Regions from separate parts of the Mus musculus genome. Here all the other regions are linked to region 2. A link is a contact called in public HiChIP or PLAC-seq data. All regions are on one chromosome and are shown on one strand. The core of a region is the stretch at or near the end of the contact, and the rest is flanking DNA. Distances in the headings are between cores, read along the strand shown.

Region 1 (4,749 bases), core at 1,884-4,383, 150 kb before region 2:
CACATCTGCTACATATGTACTGGGTGCCTAGGTCCATCCCACGTATGCTCTTTGGTTGGTGACTCAGTCTCTGGGACCCCCAAAGGTCCAGATTAGTTGACTCTGTTGATCTTCCTGTGGAGTTTCTATCCCCTTCGGGGCTCTTAATTCTTCCCCCAACTCTTCCATAAGAGTCCCCAAGCTCCGCTTAACGTTTGGCTGTGGGTCTCTGTATCTGTTTCAGTCAGCTGCTAAGTCGAGCCTCTCAGAGGACAGTCAGGTTAGGCTCCTGTCTCTGCAAGCATAACAGAGTATCATTAGTAGTGTCAGGGATTGTTCGCTTGCTCTGAAACAATGTTTCCAAGGTTGCAGAGAAGTGACGAATGCCAGGCTCACACCTTCTAGTTGTGGTCTCTAGAGTTGTTCGCTGAAATGGAAGAGTAAGTTGGGTCTGCTGAAAGCCATGGTTTCTTATAGTATCTGATGAATGTGGAGCCGTGAGATTAAATGTTGGTAGAATTCTGATGGGCACAACTTTGAATAAGTCTGGTTTGAAATAAATTAAAATAATCTTCTGCAAGATTTTTCAGAGGCTTAAAAATACTCTGACCATCTGAAAAGGGTCTAAGGAATGGGATGTTTCTTAATTTTATCTGATCCTTTAATTAAAAAAAAACACACTTTGAACATGTTTTCTCAGTGGACAAAGCATACCCCCTTTTTCCTAACGATGCTGTTATAAGTCAAACATGACTTAAGGGACAGAAGAGATAGATAGTAAAATGCTTGCCTTGCAACCTAGAGGGCCTAAGTTTGGCCCCTGGGTAGAAGGTGGGGATACTGAAGACATATGTAATGTGTATGTGATGTGTATGCTAGTAACCCCAACACTGGAGGGATGAAGACAGGGGGATCTTACCAGATCACCAGAAAGCCAGTCTTTTCTAGGTGCTGTTTTCCAGACCAGTGAAAGGTCCTGTCTCAGAAAAAGCCAAAATGGACAGTTCCTGAGGAGCCATTTGAGATTGTCCCCAAACTCCACATGTGTATAAACACATACAAGCTTCATTAGGACATAGGCACACACCCACCAGAATGCTAATGCACACACACACACAAATACATGCAAAGGTGCACAAAAATAAATGACTAAGACGAGCATATAACCAACTTCTACGAATTGTGGGAATTTATCAGTGCCCACTCTAACGGGACAAAGTGTTTATGGAGGTGAGCTGTCACACTGTGGGGTTTTATTCACTGTTAAGACAATGAAGTCACTTTATGCCACACATCTTCTAGAAGAATATCACACGTTTACATTTTTTTATTCAAATATTCTATTCTAAATACTTACAATAGGAATGAAACAATAGTTTCATAGGGCTGGTGAGATGGCCTGGTAGATTAAGCTGCTGGCTACAAAGCTTGATAGCCTGAGTTATCGGTTTGACCCCTGGAGCCCATGGGAGTCAAGAAGCTGACTGCTTCAGATTGACCTTTGACCTCCCCATGCAAGCCGTGGCCCACATCCAACCCCTACCAGGTGTACAAAATAATGAAAAGGTGAAATAAGTAAGCAGACAAAATAATGTCCTCCTGGGTCTAAAAGTAAGTATGTGCTTACTATTCAAAGCTGGAAGATTTCTTGAGTTCACTTCAAGACGTCCGTTCAGGAGAAGATTTCAAAGAACCCTTAATCATTTAACTCAATAAGATAAAGCGCAGAAAGTTTCTGGACTCTTGATCTGTATTACAAAATTCCCTTCCAGAAGGTTTGTAGTTCACACAGTAATAACTTGTTTTAAAAAATTGTATCTGTGCTCATTTGATAATCACCATCTCCTATTTTTTTCTTCTTTTTTGCATGGCCTGGTGTTTTCCCTGCATGTATGTCTGTGTGAGGATGTTGGATCCCCTGGAACTGGAACTTCAGACAGTTGTGAGCTGTCATATGGATGCTGGGAATTGAACTCTGGTCTTTTGGAAGAGCAGTCAGTGCTCTTAACCACTGAGCCACCTTTCTTTCCAGCCTCAACACCTCATTTTTGCTTGCTAGTGAGTTTGAAATTTTATCTAGATAGTTATGCTAACAATAATTTTGTGTCTAATAATAGACTATATATTTATATACCGAGGGTCTCTGCTGAAACCTTAAGGTTATCCTCGATGGTTTGAGTACACTTTGATAAGGTTATTGAGTGTCTTATTATGTCAGTAAGTCCTAAAACTTAACCTTTACCAATGTATTTGTTTTACAATCTTCTGCATATCGCATCAGCTCTCCACGGAGTCAATGCCGCAACCCCTTTTCACTTTCAGTTTTGAGACAGTTTTGTGAAATTGTCCAAGCTGTCCTTGAACTTGGCTCTGTAGTCTAAACAAGGCCTTAACTAGAGACACCCTCCTTCCACAGTCTTCTGAGTAGCTGGGATTACAGTCTGGTGCTACCAGACCCAGTTTCAAGATAAACTATAGTATCTACTTATAAAAAAATAAATAAATAAAGAGTTTCTTTTGGAAATCGTCTAGCTCATTCAGATGTCAGGCCCACCAAATTTTCGCAAGATGGGTTTTAGTTTCATTTTTAAAACTCTTTTTTAAAAAATGGTGTGCTGTTGTATTTTTAACTGAATTAAATGAGTTGGTAATGAGTTGGGAGGGGTCACAGGTTTGAGCAGTGTTTAATGTCCTCTGCCGTGCCCAGGAGCTACTGAAGAAGGCAGGGGTAATTTTCCCATTCCGTACCCTCATTCTCCTGTGACTTGCCAAGCGCCCAGCTGGCCTTGATTTTTTTTTTTTTAAACGTTGAACCTCTGTTCTTTTTGAGGTTGAGCTCCCAGTTCTCATTTTCTATCTGGACAGTTGCCCGCCACCTAGGAATTCTTGCTTTCCCCAGTTCACACAGCACACAGGCAAATTCGTATTCCCAAAGGGCGTGGGCTGAGCCTGGGTGGGCAAGCCCACCAATGCATCCTCTCGAAGATGCTCCTGCCACAGACTCCTGGATCTCTAACACGGCAGGGAATAGAGAATTGAGGCAGTCATCAGCTGACCTTAAGATGTGGAGATGACTCGAGCTTATCCCATGAGTCCAATGTCATAACAAGGGTCCTTACCCGTGAAAGAGGAACCCAAGAGAATCAGTGTCACTGTGTTTTGATATGACAAGTCATTGAGGCTCTTGAGATGGGAGACCACAAACCAAGACACACAGAGGGCCTCCAGCTGAAGCTGGAAGTCAGGGCAGCTCCTATGTGGTATGCACTCTCTCCAGACTGTCAACCCTGGAAGAGCTTCTCCTTGCGGGCCGATATTACCCATGATTCAAGGCCACGGCACGCTGGTTAGTGACCATTCCAGACAGCTTGATGACTGCTATTTTGGCTGCACTGCCTTATTTCCTCCAACACTCAGGTATTTCCATAATTGCCAGAAACATAACCAGCATCTAGAGCCGAGTCTAAGTAAGACACAAGTTTACAGGAATCTTCCCCAGCAGATCAAGTGGCAAGGACTTGGGCAAAGGGCAAGCAGGAAGGAAGCTGGGGAGACATTCTACTGAAACTTGGTTTTTTTTTTTTTTCAAAGAAATCACAAGGCTGGACCTTCTGCCCAGTTTGAAAGAGGTCTAGAAGAAGGTCATGACCCCTGGGTTGGGTGAGACCACTTAACTACTGTCTGCACTATGGAAGATAACAATCATTGGCTCTTAGGTACCTGCCCCTCACCCCATCTCTAAAAGACTGGATAGCTCATGAGTATGAACTGCAACCACTCTTGGCTAGACTTTCTGAGGGTTAGGCTGGCAAACTAATCATTGATAAGATTTTGTGTTGCCTAAACCAGTCAAAGCTGCTTTAGTCCTTGTCTTAGTTAGGGTTCTACTTCTGTGAACAGACACCATGACCAAGTCAAGTCTTATAAAGGACAACATTTCATTGGGGCTGCCTTACAGGTCCATTATCATCAAGTTGGGAGCATGGCAGCATCCAGGCAGGCCTGGTGCAGGAGTAGCTGAGAGGTCTACATCTTCATCTGAAGGCTGCTAGCTGAATACTGACTTCCAGGGAGTTAGGATGAGGGTCTCAAAGCCCACGCCCACAATGACACACCAACTCCAACAAGGCCACGCCTCCAAATAGTGCCACTCCCCGGGCCAGGCATATTCAAACAATGACAGTCCTTGAGAACTGTGTTCAAGTAAGTTGTTCAAGTAAGACACTGTGAGGGTCAGGAAGAAGTTGTCAGTTCTGGGTAGAGGGAGTATGCCTCAGAAAGGCACCCATACCTTTCTTTGTCCATTGACTTGAGAGGGACCTGCTTTCTGCATGTCATAGCATGCATGCCGAGTCAGAGGGAACTCTGAAGAGAAGATTAGGTCTCAGTGTCTTTAATGCCATCACACCGCCTGGACTATACAGGAGGTGATCATTGCTCTGAGAATGAATACTCTAGGGTCAGCTATTATTGCTAAGGTCCACTAGGTACCTAGGAATATAAATGCAATATTAGTGAGGTTTTCTAGCTTTGACTGAGGTGATGAATTCCTTAGCTCTAGCTCAAGCTCATGAAAAAGATCAAAAAGAGTCTTCTTCAGCAAGAACTGGTTTCTTTTTTTCAATTTCTTTTTTCTGTATATGGGTGTTTTGCCTGCATGTATGTCCGCTACCATGTGCATGCCTGGCGCCCATAAAGGCCAGAAAGAGGGCATTGGATCCACCAGGACTGGAGTTTCAGAGAGTTGTAAAGCTGCCATATAAGCACTGA
Region 2 (4,321 bases), core at 700-3,199:
AGCCATTCCGGAAAATTAAACTTCGGAAAGAAAACCGAGCGCTGCCGAGACACTACAGTCAAACCCCTCCTTCACTTTCTTGGCAGCTCAAAACCGCAAGCAAAAGAAAAAAAGAGAGAGAGAGACAGAGAAAAAAAGAGAGAGAGAAAAAAATTACCCGCACTCACGGAAGCTGACTGCCTTTTTCTGAATTACACGGTGGAAAGTAGTGTCTGGTGATAAGAGTAAATGCGGTCTTGCTTTTTTGGAAAGTCTGTGCTATTTATACAGGAGTGAAAACGGAACAGGTCTGGGCTGTTTGTTTGTTTAAGTATTTTTAGGTAACTTGAGGGTAGGGGTTAGGGTAGAGAATGGAGCAGAAGGGCTGCGGGAGCTTCGGGGAGAAAGATCCTCGGCCGGAGGCGCCCCCTCCCTCTGCCCGCGCTCTCCCCGCCCCCTCCCCTCCAGCTGCTGCTCAGAGCGGGCGCCCTTCCCGGCGTGTCTGGGCGGTCCGCTGCGTGGGGGCGACCAGATGGAGGCTTGGACACTCACCCTGCCCGATGCGCATACACACACACACACACACACACACACACACACACACACACCACGCTCGCTCCACTTCCGCTACACACTCTCCCTCCTCCGCTGCCCTCTTACAAACCCACTCAACACACCTTACGCTACACACTACACACCTCCTCCCTCTTGACAGCGCGCGTGTGTGCGCCTGCCTGCCTGGCGACAGTCAGGATATCCTAGGAAGACACTGCCTTCATCTTCACAACTCACCAACCCCCCGCACCCCCCCCACGGGGAGGGGTGCATCCTACCACCCGCGCCTAAGGTCTACCCCAGGAATAGCCCCCCCCCCACGCCCTTGCTTAGAGCTTCCTCTGCGCTGAGTGACAACAAATGGCACAGTTTCTGGTAGCCATGGCCCCCACACGTGTTTTCCCCGGCAAATAAATAAGTCAATAAATAAACAAGCCCTTCCAGGAGAAAGCTTCCTGCTAAATGACCAAAAACTTTTAAGAGAGCTAAAACTGCTGGCCCTCCGGACACTCGGTTCCCACCTTCCCCACGCGCCCAGCCCTCTTCCGATGCGCTCTGGCTACTGCAGGGTACCCAAGCCCGAGGCTCCGGGATCTACGTAGCCTGGGATAGCAGACGCAAGCTGGGAAACTGCCCTGCCCTTCTCAGCTTCAAAGTCCCGCAGAAAAGGGATTCAGACCGGGCTAGGCTGTTCTCTTTCTTGACCCACGCTACCCGGAGCAGCGAGGATCCCCAGCGGGCAGGAGCCACGGCGCCACGCCGTGGAGGGAGCGCGGCGCTGCAGGCGCTCTCCCGCCCATCACCTGCGATGCCCGCGGCCGCAGCGCGCCGGCTCCTGCCCTATTGGAGTACGGTGGTCAGGGGAGCCCCAGTGCCACCAGGAGCCGGCTTGTCGCCGCTCTCTGAGCAGCGCTGTTCTCCTCGTGCCAACCGTGAAAGTTGTTCTCCCGGGAATGGTCCTCGCCATTACTTCAAACGCCCAAAAGCATTATCTGGGAAAGTTTCTCGATCGTGCTCTGCGCGCGATCTCCTTTCCAATTGGGGATCAAATTCAAAGGGGACAGGAGAGAACGCTCAGCGAAACCTCTGTGGGTATCCCACCCTCTTAAAAACCCTGCAAAGCCCTGTTTCGAAGGGAGAGGGGGGAGAAAAGGAAGAAATAGTGGTGCTCTTACCACGTGCGCCAGCCCGCTCCGCCTGCGCTCCGGCCAGTCCCGCGGCCCCCGCGCTGACCACAGGCAAGACGACGCCTCGGTGGGGAGCCCGACTCTCATCTCCAGCCTGGGTAGGGAAGAAATGGGGGGTCGGGTTATGCAAATAGAGGTCCCGGCGGTGGGACTCAGGTTACGGGTCCCCCACCAGCCCCAGAGGTGAAGCACCCACCCGCGCGGGAGGCGCGGGCCCTGGCGACTGCTGGCGCTTCGCTGCCGTCGGTGCACGTGGGCGGGAGGATTGCAGCAGCCGCCCCTCTCCCCCGCGCTGTCGCCAACCCCGCAGGCTGCCGCCTCGCGCCGCCCCGAGGGGGAGCTCCCGGGCGGCGGAGAGAATGGGGAGCAGGGAAGCCAGCCCAGGGCAAGACGCCCGATGATGGTAGAACTGACTGGAGCGCGGGAAGCTGGCGGATTGCCGCTACCAACCTTCGCAGAGGAGGACAGTGGGGGTAAGAGAAGTGGTTCCATACCATCAAGGAGTCTAGAAAGGGGGAGAGGGGTGGGGGGGAACCCTGTGGAAGCTGAGCCTTCCAAGAACTCTCTCACCTACCCTTAAGAGCTTCGCTGGACCCAGCTATGGCTAAACATGGGGGAGGGGAGGCAGGTGCTAATAGAGGCTAGCTGCCCCGAGGCAGGCCAGGCTCTGAAGGATGCCCGGGGCCAGTCCCTCTCTCAGCCTTTCCAGAACATCGGAGGAGAACCAGTCTTTGATAGCCTTACTTACCCCCCCATACCCCACTTTCTTCCTCCCCCCTTTAAAAAAAAAGTACAAACCTTTAAATGTAGTCAGCGTAGATAATGGAACAAAATCAAGAGCACATATTTCAAGCCAGCCCCAGCGAGCTTAGACAGATAAGTTCAGGAAAGCTAAAAGAACTTGCCTAAAGTCTCGCAGCTGGTGATTGGTGGTCCAGTTCAAATCTGCTGCCCGGTCTTCAGGATCCAAGTCCCTTGCCCTGGTCACTATGCGGGGTGCTCAGAAAGCCTGGCTCACCCCATTAGGGAAGAACACGCCGACTTCATCAATTTCATCTTGCTTTGGCATTTCAGAGGAAAGTGAAGCTGAGGTGGTAGTAGAGGGTGGCTACAAGGCAAGAGAGAGGGGGCTGTTACAGACAGACCCCTTCAGGGAGAGGGAGAATTCCAATGTAGCGACTCTGCAGACCTGTTCCAGGGAAGGAATGACCAAGCATATTAATGCTGCTGTCTTAAGAGAACCCAACCCCATGGTATCCTTCCTGGAGGCAAGGAGGGGTAAGAGGAAGGCAGGGGGTGTGATTCTGTTCTACGGAGAGGAAGAACCCTGAGATGTGGGAGTGGAATACCAAGGTGAGACCAGGATTCCCTACTTTGGAGCATTTGAACTGTTAGTGTTTAGATAAAAATGCAACAAACAAATGACGAGAGAGAGAGAGAGAGAGAGAGAGAGAGAGAGAGAGAGAGAGAGAGAGAGTTGTCACTACATGTGAATAAGACACTCCAAAAGATATCAAGTCAGGAACAATTTGCTGCCAGACTCATTTGCTTTTTCCAGAGGAGGTCAAAAAAAACCCAGGAGATTCCTTTGATGCAGGCTGCCTGGGATGAGGGTAAAGTAGCACTGTGGGCAGTTGGGAGATGGCTAGAAGGTCCTAAGGAATGCCTTGTCAGGGTGGTTTTGGACTTTCTTTCGGTCGGTCTCGTAGCTGTTCTACAAAGTGTGTTAACAGGATGATGGTTACTCAAGAGACACGTCAAATGATTTACCACATGCATTTTGATGTGCCAAGAAACGTGTTTGGATATCTTCACATGTGATGTCATTTTCCTCCCACCTGCGACTGCTGGTGGAGAATGGGAGATGCAGCCAAGGTTAGCATCCCCCTTAACCATAGACGCAAGCAAGGACCAGATCTGCAATTCTGATGGCACAAAGCACGTGGCCTTTAAAAACCAGACAAATGCTAACTGACAAATAGCTCCCCACACCTAGTATCTCAGGACAAACTTGAGGACCTATGGGTTTTAGCTGAGCTCATGCTATGCCTGACAGAGCTGTGGAGCCAAAGTTAATGACATCCCAGTGGCATAGATAATATGGACAAGACCCTTAGGACCATATTTCAGAGATGTATCAGTACTGGTTCAAGCAGTGGATGGGCAGAGTCTTAAAACTATTTCTTGATGATCAACCGTGATTCCAGCATGTGCTACACTCTGAGGGATATGATGGTACCTAGACCCAGGTCCAGCTCCGAATCCCACCGAGTTTGTCCAGCACATCACTCAAAGGCACCATCACGGTGGCTGTGTTTGCTCCCAACAAAACAAAATATCCAGCTGAGGACCTCACCTGTCACAGATCTGAAGGACATGCAAGGATTGGGGGTGGGGGGGTATGATCTCTGGAAAGAAGGTTTCGGGGAGAATGTAGGTATAGGACGGGCCTTGGGGCAGGAGAAAGCAAGGTACATTTGTGAAGAGAAAGTCCAGTGTGGGTAGAGATTTCCAGATCATCTTCCATGCCTGGCATTGGGGCCAAGGAGAGCAAATACAGGCAACGGTCTTGTGAGCATCCTAAAAGGCTTCAATCCTGG
Region 3 (4,223 bases), core at 935-3,434, 250 kb before region 2:
AGATTGCAGAGCAATCCGGTGACCAGGACAGAAAGAGGGCAGAGTAATTTTCTAGGAGGTTTGGTGGTGAAAGGAAGGGAGAGAGAACATGAGAGATGATGTGCACATTAGCAATGTTGCTTTTCTAAGAGTGGGGTCTTGCCGGGCAGTGGTGGTGCACATTTTTAATCTCAGCACCTGGGAGGCAGAGGTAGAGGCAAGCAGATATCCAAGTCAGCCTGGTCTATAGAGCAAGTTCCAAGACAGCCAGGGCTACATACACATAGAAACCCTGTCTCAAACAAACAAAAGTGGTAGGGTCTTCTGGGCTGAGATGTAGTTTGGGGGTGGGGTGCTTGCTTATAACACACAAGGCTCCATGTTCTAGTTCTGTACCTCACCCACTCTAAAAGCAGAACTCAGATAAACACATATGTATGGCAAGACACCTCTGAGAAGAGAGGAAATTACCAAAAGAGCTGAAATTACTAACACGTGAAATGAATCTAACCTTGAAGGGACATAGATGTGACAATCTCCCCGGATCCTTACCTCAAGTCCCCATAGAGCCACAGTATGGTAGTCAAGGGCACACAACCTGAAGCCAGAATGCCAGGGTTGCAATGGTGACTTTACCTTTAACTTGACATTGTGACCAGTGTGGTATGGTGTAATAACTTTTAAAACATGCAAAATAACAGTATACATTCTATGGGATTATTTATGGCTTCATACCCCAGGTTAAAATGGGGGCTCTCTTCCTATCAAGCTTCTAAATTGAAAATGTGTCTTTTACATGAAAAAGCAGAAGTCATAGCTTAATGATGTAGTGTTTCTCTTCCTTCGGGAAGTGGGAAAATTGTGGGCCTACCCATTATTAAGTTAGGGGCTATCTTTACATAAAATATGTAGAGTGGGCATGGCACACTGTAAACGCTGTACAGTAATGCAAACTAAAGGCACAGAGAGAATCAAGAGTGATGGGGGCATTGAAGTGGGGGGAGGAGCTTGAAGAAAATCCTTGTCACATTGAAAGTCAGTTCTAAGAGCACCCCGTTCATTAAGCCTTTCTTCTTGGAACCAACCTGCCTTCTGTTTTTGCTCGTCCTCTTCCTGTTAAACTTCTGTCCACTGTCAGAAACCAAACCACTCATATTTGGGTCAGGAAGAGTTGTGTCCTAATTCCTAGGAGTTTTAATGCTAAAAGTGCAAGGGGGGGGGGTGCAAGCAGAAGCAATATGAATTCTGTGGAGTGAGTTATAATCTGGTTCTATTTCCTAAAGTAGGAAAAAAAGATGATTTAACACAAAAAGCATTGCACACTCAAAAGGTAGAAGCCATGTCGAGAATTCCTATGGAGTCAACAGTGATCTTCTCACTGGGTCTACAGCACTTGGTGACCCACTGTCCTCTGTATGAAGAAAAATCTGGTGTCACTTTCTTAATGCCAATAGAACCACTCGCACTTGGAGTTTCCTCTAGTTCCACCATTGCCCCCATCTCTTATAGCTGCTATACTCAAGGCAGAACGAGCCATTGGGAAGCAAGTTGGACAGAAGATATGCCACACAGCTGCCCTTCATGACTTGGCAGATGTGAGAAGATAAACGAGTTTATCTTCTAGTGTCTGCCTGGATCGCTCTCTAATTCTGTTGATAGGTACCTCTGCCTCATAGCTCTGTGCTGTTCAGAAACACTCTACTCCCTGCTCTTTACTGGAATCTTAAGCTTCCCTGTTAGATTTTAGTTGGCAGGATCTTCACCAAGTGGCTAACCGATAGCCAGGTCATAAGGATTCTTTGCTCACAAGTAGACTCGCCATCCTGGGAGTGGATTCGTTAGCATGACAGTGGGTTTGTTACGAACCAGGCTTAGTTCTCCTCCTCTCTTAGGTGTGTCCTCTCATGATGTATTGTATCCTGCAATGTTTTAAAAAGCAGAAGGACCTAGCTTGAAGGGACACTTCAGTCGTGTATGTCTCGGACTCCTGGAGCTCTGAGCCAAGTGCTGTTCTCTTTATGTTAAGTAACCAAGTCTCAAGTGCTCTCTTGCAGCAATGCCAAACAGATAAGCTGGGTTAAAGCTAACTGCTTTGTCATTTTCTCTTCACCTTAGACGGGAAAGTTAGGTCAAAGGTTTGGGTCCAGTGATGCAAGGCCAGTCTGTGACTGTTGACTTTATAACCCAAGCAGATGACTCAGAATTTGGAGTTTGGAGCTTGGAGTACTTCCAGTGGGTACGATTCCATGGTGTTCCTAAGTAACAGTCAGAGCAACCTGTGACTAAGAGAGTTACTATGCAGCACACTGTCAAGTAGTCCCATTAAATGGGGTAGAAGCCAGAATTCCATGATTAAGAAGGACTAATGGAGGCTGGCAGGATGGCCCAGTGGGTAAAGACACTTGATGTCAACACTAATGAGTTCACTTCTCAAAGACTCACAAGATGGGAGGAGAAAACTGACCTCTGAGTTCCACTTGCCCACTTCCTTACACACACCTTCAATGATTAAATAAACGTGCAGTAAAATGACTTCATTCCTGTGTCTATGGAATTCTAATGGGGAGATGATTGTTGCTTAAGAAAAAGAGGAGCGATCAGAGCAACAGTTAACAGGATATTGGTCTGAGAAAAAGGAGGCCATGGAAACATCATTTCTCACCATTTCACCTGTCTTAATTGCTCTCCTCTCCTGATCAGGATTACACCTACCATCCTTTGGCCTTAGTCAGCCCTGCATCACCTGTAAAACAATGCAAATTTAGTGTCTTCAGCTCTGGGGCACAGAAATCCAAAACAGGTCATAGCATGCTCAAATGAAGGTACTGGGGGTGCAGGAAGGTACTGTGTCTTTCTTCATGTTGGAAGAAATGCCTGTTTCTCATCTCTCCCAGCTTATAGAGGTTTAAGTATAGCTTGGACAATGGTATATATTTCCAAAACAATGTAGCCTCCAGATCTCTGACTGTGAGTCTGTAGTATTGCCTCTTACACTGGCTCTCGCCCTCCTTTTTCCTTCTGAAAAGAGCCCTGTGATTATCTTGAACTTACTTGGATAACCCAGAACACCTTACACTTTGCCATTAATAACACCCTCCAAAGTCCTTTTGCATTAAACATGCACAGGTTTCAGCATGAGGGCGTCCTCGGGGGCAGGGCTCCCACCATTTTGCTTACCGTAGTATTCCTGAAGGTTCACATAAACTACAACACCCCCAATCTGTATTTTCATCTGTGATATGATGATACTGGAGTCTCTCAAGGTATCTTCATGAAATTATGATGATGGAATGTATTCTTAATGTATGACCTGAGGTTTTAAGTGTTTGCAAAATGATACTTTAAGGAATTCGAGGGATGGAGATGGAGCTTGGCGGTAGAGTGCTCTCTGTCTTGAAAGAGCCTGGGCAAGGTCTTGAACTTCATACCCAGAACCTCATTTTCCACAAGACACCTTGAGGCTGAAGGCAACAGATGGATCACTCTTAGGTGAAACAGACAACACTGATTTATTTAGTCTACTTCTGACTTTTCTTCTCCCTCTGTGTGTGTGTAGAGAGGTGTGTGTCTGTTGCTTGTGTATGTGTACCTGTTCATGTGTGTGCACATGTGGTGTAGACATGTAGTGTCCAGGGATGAATACTGGATGTCTTTTTCCACAGTTCTCCATCTTGATTCTTTAGGACAGGGTCTGCCACTGTACCTGGAGCTCATCAATTTGGTGAAATGATCTGATCAGAAAGCTCCAGGAGTGTTCCTGTACCCTTGTCACAGTTAGGTTGATAAATGCAGCCATCTTGCCCCACATATTTTTACATGGGTCTTGGGGGTCTGAACTCAGGGCCTTATACTGAGGCAGAAAACACTTTACCAACTGACTATTTGGGACATTTCTTACCAAAGCACCAAGGAAGGAAGAAGATGAAGAGAGCCAAACAATATTAAAGGAGGAAAGTGCCCAACATCACACATACACATCACCCTTCAATTGTGATTTGATCCTCATGGACACTGAGCCCTGAGCGTACATCCTCGGTAGCCAGAGAGCTTGTCATGTTTGTGCCTGAAAGGATTGTGAAAAGTCCTGTTGGTGGACAGCTCAAGGGAACAGTTCTCCCGAGTGCCTGAAGCCATGCGTTCTATCTCGAGGGAGGTTTTCTTATCAGCAAGTCCATCCTGTTACCATCAGCTTGCTAGTGAGGACCTGGGTTAGATGCTTCCCTGCAAGTGCCATCAGCATGGGC
Region 4 (4,553 bases), core at 641-3,140, 210 kb before region 2:
GTGGGATTTTAGGACACACTGAGAAGATACATCCCCATAGAGAAGCCTGGAATGTGGTCATTTCTCCTTTCTGGAACTCAGGGCTGATGTGTCCCTATAGAACATGCTGCGATGGGCTCCTTTCTCTTGATATTTTCTTCTGTGACAGGGGACCTAAGGACCTAGAGACTGTTTTGTTGATTCTGATTGGCCTTTCTTGTTCTCCAGGTATGGTGGCATTTAGATACTGTCCTTGGGAATTACCCATGTTCCTCGTTTATTTGTACCTGCCTACTAAAACAGAAAAACAAAAGGTACCCTATGGTAATGTATGACCTGCTGTTATCAACAGAAATAAAGTATCCATTTGTCATGATTCCTCCCTCATTTATAAAATCAAGAGGAAGTTGATGATGGCCTATTATGTAAACACTCTGTGCTACAGCTATATTTGTATTAGATACTTTCTGTCCACGTATACTTATGTGACTTGTTAGGAGCTAATGATTTTCCTTAGACAGCCTCAACCTATTTTGATGAAGCAGCCTTGGATTTCTTTGGTTTAGTTTGCGATACTCCACTGAGGACATCCCAGGGCTTACAGGCCCCATGCTTCTTCCCCTTTCTAGCCTCATGTCAGAAGTTCCTCAGGAATCCAGTTCTGAAAATCACTAGAGGGTGTGCATTGTGCGAACCCATGAGAACATACACTGTTCCCCATTCTCTGACTTACTCTCTGGTTCTTTTCTGACCAGATTACACTGAGAGTGAGTCAAGTTATTTTTTTTTCTTTTATCCAAGTCCCTGGAAGTTGGTCCGTAGCCTGGACTCACCTCGTTCCTATATAGACACGGCTAAGAGACTCATTCGAAATCTGACTCATTAGCTCAGGAGACACAGCACCGAATCCATGTTCTTTACATAAAGTGGAAATGATACTTAGCCAGCAGTGCCACAGATGGAGATCCAGCTGCATAGTAATATAATAATAAGCAGATTGCTGATGTCAGCGACTAGGGTGCTGCAGCCTGCTCAAAGCTTTTGCTACTCTAGCATCTTCTTTCATTCAAAACCTGTTGTGCTTATGTGCCCTTTGAATGACAGGTCATCTTCAAATTTCACCAAGTGCTCCCAATCCAAGATGGCTGGGGGTACTTAGGAGCTCGTGCTGAAGCTTTGCCGGGCAAGAAGCAGCTGTCACCTGAAAAAAGAGGAATAGCATGAATCCACAGATTTCCTTAGAACCCATGTCTCCAGACAGTGCCCAGACACTGGAGGAAGTCTGAAGCTTTAGAACTCACCACAGTGTAAGTGAGAGAGGGGAATTCTTCACATGCAGCCGATGAAATAATGGGTAACTGGTCTCTAGCAAATGGCCAGACATTTCCAAGAAAAGACTCAAGCGACAGCTCTCCAGTCATTACATGGAGGTACACGGGTCTCGTCGGGGGGGGGGGGGGGCTCAAGATAAATAGCATGATGACTGCACTTTGTATTTCTCCAAGTGAGCCTGTAGGGGAATCAGCTAAATGACATGAAAATGGTCATCTGTTATGGATGAGAATAATAACCCCATAAAGTCATTTTTATCCCGAGTTCAGATCCGCCTGCTTCTCTCCCCTCTCTTTCCACATGCTGTAATGGGATAAGTGGTGTTTTCAATCAGGGAGGGATGGGGGAAATTAAGAAGCTTCAGGAAAACTGTATCCCGACTTTCCAAGCCCTGTCTAGGCCAGTCTACGGTCTAGGCAGAGGCTGCCTTCCTCCTGCCTGGAGATTTCCATGGCCAGCGGAAGCAAGGCAGGGACAGCTGAAAATAATTGCCCTTGTGACCCTTTCCCAAGGAGATCCTAAGGTTGAAGGCTTGGAGACTCAGCTTGTTGCCATCCTGCCTTCATTTCTCTGGGTAAGAAGTCATGCTGAATGAATTTGTGATTCACTTCATAAACACTTGAGGGAATGGTTTCTTGCCTCCTTGAGCCATGTTTTGAAATCTGGTCTGCACCACCCTTCAAAATATAAAAGAAAAAAAATAAAGGAAAGCTTTAATAAACCAAATGACTGCTTTGCTCAACAAAGGCAAAGAGTGTCTCTATTAGTGTTCATTATGGGAGAGTCTGCCCCAGTAGGGTGTGCATGACGTAGGTATCAGCCCTGACTGACTGGGGGGCGGGTAGTTTACAGAGAGAATGACTACATTTCAAATGGTTTGAAAACATATTTATAAAGTCTAGAAATGTAAGGTGACTTTATTTATTCTGCATCTATGTGGCAAATTTATCAGATCCAACTGCTTTCCTAAGAACACCCCCTACTCACTGAAGAAACCTTCTTCATTTGAAATATGCATTCTTTCTCTTTGGAAATTCATTACATTAAAGTATATGGGAGGGGTAGGGAGAAGACCTAGTTAGCAAAGTGTTTACATTGAAAGTACAGGGACCTGAGTTTGATCCTCAAACCCCACATTAATTAGAAGGAGGAGGAGGAGGAGAGGAAGAGGAAAAGGAAGAGGAAGAAAGAGGAGGGGGAGGAGGAGAAAGAGAAGGAGAAGGAGAAGAGGAGAAGAAGAAGAAGAAGAAGAAGAAGAAGAAGAAGAAGAAGAAGAAGAAGAAGAAGAAGAAGAAGAAGAAGAAGAAGAAGAAGAAGAAGAAGAAGAAGAAGAAGGCGGCAAGTATAGGGGTGCTTGTAATGCTAGCCCAGGGGATGCAAGAGGCAGGCAGGTCCCTGTATCTCACTTGCCAGACAGTCTAACCTAAGTGGTAAGCAGGGGGCCAGTCAGAGATCCCTGGCTTAAAAAAAAGGAACAACAACAAAAGTAAGAGTGTCCTCTGGGGAATGACACCAGACATGTTTCTCTGGTCTCCATAGCCGAGCACACACACACACACACACACACACACACACACATACACATTTGTATGCATACCCAGGTGTGTGCACATACCCACATGCTCACACACATGTAACTCTACACAAACTCTATGCTATACTCACGGTATATGATTTTAGAAGAGAAATAAAAAAAGACAGAGAGCATGTATACTCTGCTTACACTGAAACTGAGCAATTGGCTTGGCCCAATCAGCTCAGTTATGAGACTCACATGGACTTTGGCCAACAAGATCTGGATGCTCTTCAAGTAAAATACCAGATGGCTCAACTAACCAGCTCTATCCACCGATATCCAATTGTTTTGCACAGAGAGACTGAGCCTTGAGCAGAGCCTATAGTGTATCAGCTGTCATATTTCATTGACTCCTAAGTGAAGAATAAATCTCTGAGAACATTCTCATTTCCGTAGATGAACAAGTCTTCTATGCCAAGTCTTCCCAACACTCCGTATAGCATAGCAGATTATTCTATTGACAGAGCACATTGCATGTAAAATATAGGGTTCAAAGCCAGAGTAGCTGGTTTCATGACACCCTTGTCTTAGGGATTTACATACCTGTACACGTCATTGACCCTTGGGTAAGGCAGTTGTTTGAAGGCACAATGAATGACATTGCCAAGTGAACAGTGTCTCAAGGCAGGAGATGGCCCCCAACTTCCTCTTATGATATCCACATCATAGACTCTGTCAGCCTAGAACACAGGAAGAAAATAATTAGAATGTTATGAATTCATTAGGTAGAGGATGAACTTTTAGGGATGCTTACAGGAAGATGGCATTGTGAAAAGGATTTCTTATGGGGGAAATTTTGTTTGCTACAAGGACCCATGGTGAAAGATAGTTAGGTACAATAAGCCTACTACCTATGGCCTGTTAGTCTTTAACAATTATCTTGAGGTATGTGTAATTTAGCAACTAAAGCATCTTCCACATTGCTGTTTATGAAGGACTTAGCTCCAAAAGATGCACAGTCTCTCTTCTAAGACCTTCTGATTGGGGCTTTGCTCTCCTTCATCTTGACTTTGTTGCTAATTCCTCTTTATATATAATTAACTTCTATCCAGGGTGCCTTTCTTCCCGATTATTGCTTTCAATGATTTTTCCCACTCACCTCCCTGGCCACCTAGCTGTTTCCTAGAATATCCCACCATGGTTCTTATTTTGCTTTGGGCATATTGGGAATTGAATTCAGTATCCCATACACATTAAGTAGGCACTCTTCCCCTGAAGAGCCAACCTGTACTTGTTGTACAGCTTAGAGTGGAAGAGATGACAGAAGTATTGGTGACAGCCCGGGACAAATAGTAAATTGCCAGGTCAGTGGCTGCAATCGCCCCTGGAGCAGATACAGCTTGTCTAGAACTCTTCCCAGCCTCCATTCCTGTGTCTGATTACCATGACGTCATGTCTATCTGAAGCCTTTCCACTCCCTTACACTTCACTTACAATGGATATACAGCTCAGACCTGGCCAACTAGGGCATTGCTCTACTCCAGGGCCAGAGTGACTAATTTGAAGTTGGAAGTGTGACCCAGCCAGGCCAATGGAACACCATTCCAGGATTCTAGGAAAACTCTAGAGATGCCATTGCTAATCTAGGAGGTAGCCTTAGCACCTTGTCATGCTGCAAGGATTGTTCCAGAACAGTGGAACCCATCAGAGAAATACAGACCTGGAC

The links. HiChIP or PLAC-seq counts read pairs in DNA pulled down with a chosen protein or histone mark.
Region 1: a contact with region 2 is called in an H3K27ac HiChIP or PLAC-seq map of microglia, with 6 times the contacts expected there. The contact joins the enhancer-like site here to the promoter of Egr2 in region 2. A contact is called at or near these places in 5 of 39 promoter capture datasets (the C10 cell line, embryonic stem cells, liver and 2 more), 2 of 15 datasets of contacts at CTCF or cohesin (CD8 T cells and large pre-B cells), 6 of 484 Hi-C or Micro-C datasets (bone marrow-derived dendritic cells, bone marrow-derived macrophages, centroblasts and 3 more), 22 of 115 datasets of contacts at active chromatin or transcription factors (CD8 T cells, DN3 thymocytes, the SCID.adh cell line and 16 more) and 4 of 9 other capture datasets (adipose tissue, embryonic stem cells, liver and 1 more).
Region 3: a contact with region 2 is called in an HNF4G HiChIP or PLAC-seq map of pancreatic cancer cells. The contact joins the promoter of 4930543I11Rik here to the promoter of Egr2 in region 2. A contact is called at or near these places in 11 of 39 promoter capture datasets (the 3T3-L1 cell line, 3T3-L1-derived adipocytes, the C10 cell line and 6 more), 2 of 15 datasets of contacts at CTCF or cohesin (the NIH/3T3 cell line and large pre-B cells), 10 of 484 Hi-C or Micro-C datasets (B cells, the C3H10T1/2 cell line, Th1 cells and 5 more), 19 of 115 datasets of contacts at active chromatin or transcription factors (the NIH/3T3 cell line, acute myeloid leukemia, bone marrow-derived macrophages and 12 more) and 4 of 9 other capture datasets (adipose tissue, embryonic stem cells, liver and 1 more).
Region 4: an H3K27ac HiChIP or PLAC-seq map of vascular smooth muscle cells shows a contact between it and region 2, with 5 times the contacts expected there. The contact joins the enhancer-like site here to the promoter of Egr2 in region 2. A contact is called at or near these places in 14 of 39 promoter capture datasets (the C10 cell line, the HPC-7 cell line, the SN4741 cell line and 10 more), 1 of 15 datasets of contacts at CTCF or cohesin (large pre-B cells), 19 of 484 Hi-C or Micro-C datasets (CD4 T cells, LSK cells, Sertoli cells and 10 more), 32 of 115 datasets of contacts at active chromatin or transcription factors (the NIH/3T3 cell line, SST interneurons, acute myeloid leukemia and 21 more) and 3 of 9 other capture datasets (adipose tissue, liver and pancreatic islet).

Annotation. Positions count from the first base shown.
Region 1 is chr10:67,688,580-67,693,328 of GRCm38.p6, reverse strand. No RefSeq gene overlaps it. Among named protein-coding and RNA genes, the nearest start is that of Gm32438, 2.9 kb to the left of the region's middle. Within about 2 kb of position 3,133, at least 21 of the 459 cell types and tissues checked have an H3K27ac peak or open chromatin away from gene starts, as enhancers often do. A contact at or near this core is called in adipose tissue, bone marrow-derived macrophages, macrophages and 1 more, where this site is marked.
Region 2 is chr10:67,533,127-67,537,447 of GRCm38.p6, reverse strand. Egr2 (early growth response 2) reads right to left here and starts at 1,949. Exons shown (of 4, transcript NM_001373983.1): 1 at 1,918-1,949; 2 at 1,710-1,815. The coding sequence starts at 1,808. Gm32255 (a long non-coding RNA gene) reads left to right here and starts at 1,268. Exons shown (of 4, transcript XR_380523.3): 1 at 1,268-2,194.
Region 3 is chr10:67,783,704-67,787,926 of GRCm38.p6, reverse strand. 4930543I11Rik (a long non-coding RNA gene) reads right to left here and starts at 2,184. Exons shown (of 3, transcript XR_380531.4): 1 at 1,065-2,184.
Region 4 is chr10:67,744,893-67,749,445 of GRCm38.p6, reverse strand. Gm40681 (a long non-coding RNA gene) reads left to right here. Exons shown (of 3, transcript XR_871797.3): 3 at 208-294. Among named protein-coding and RNA genes, the nearest start is that of Gm40681, 31 kb to the left of the region's middle. Within about 2 kb of position 1,890, at least 29 of the 459 cell types and tissues checked have an H3K27ac peak or open chromatin away from gene starts, as enhancers often do. A contact at or near this core is called in the NIH/3T3 cell line, the SN4741 cell line, adipose tissue and 4 more, where this site is marked.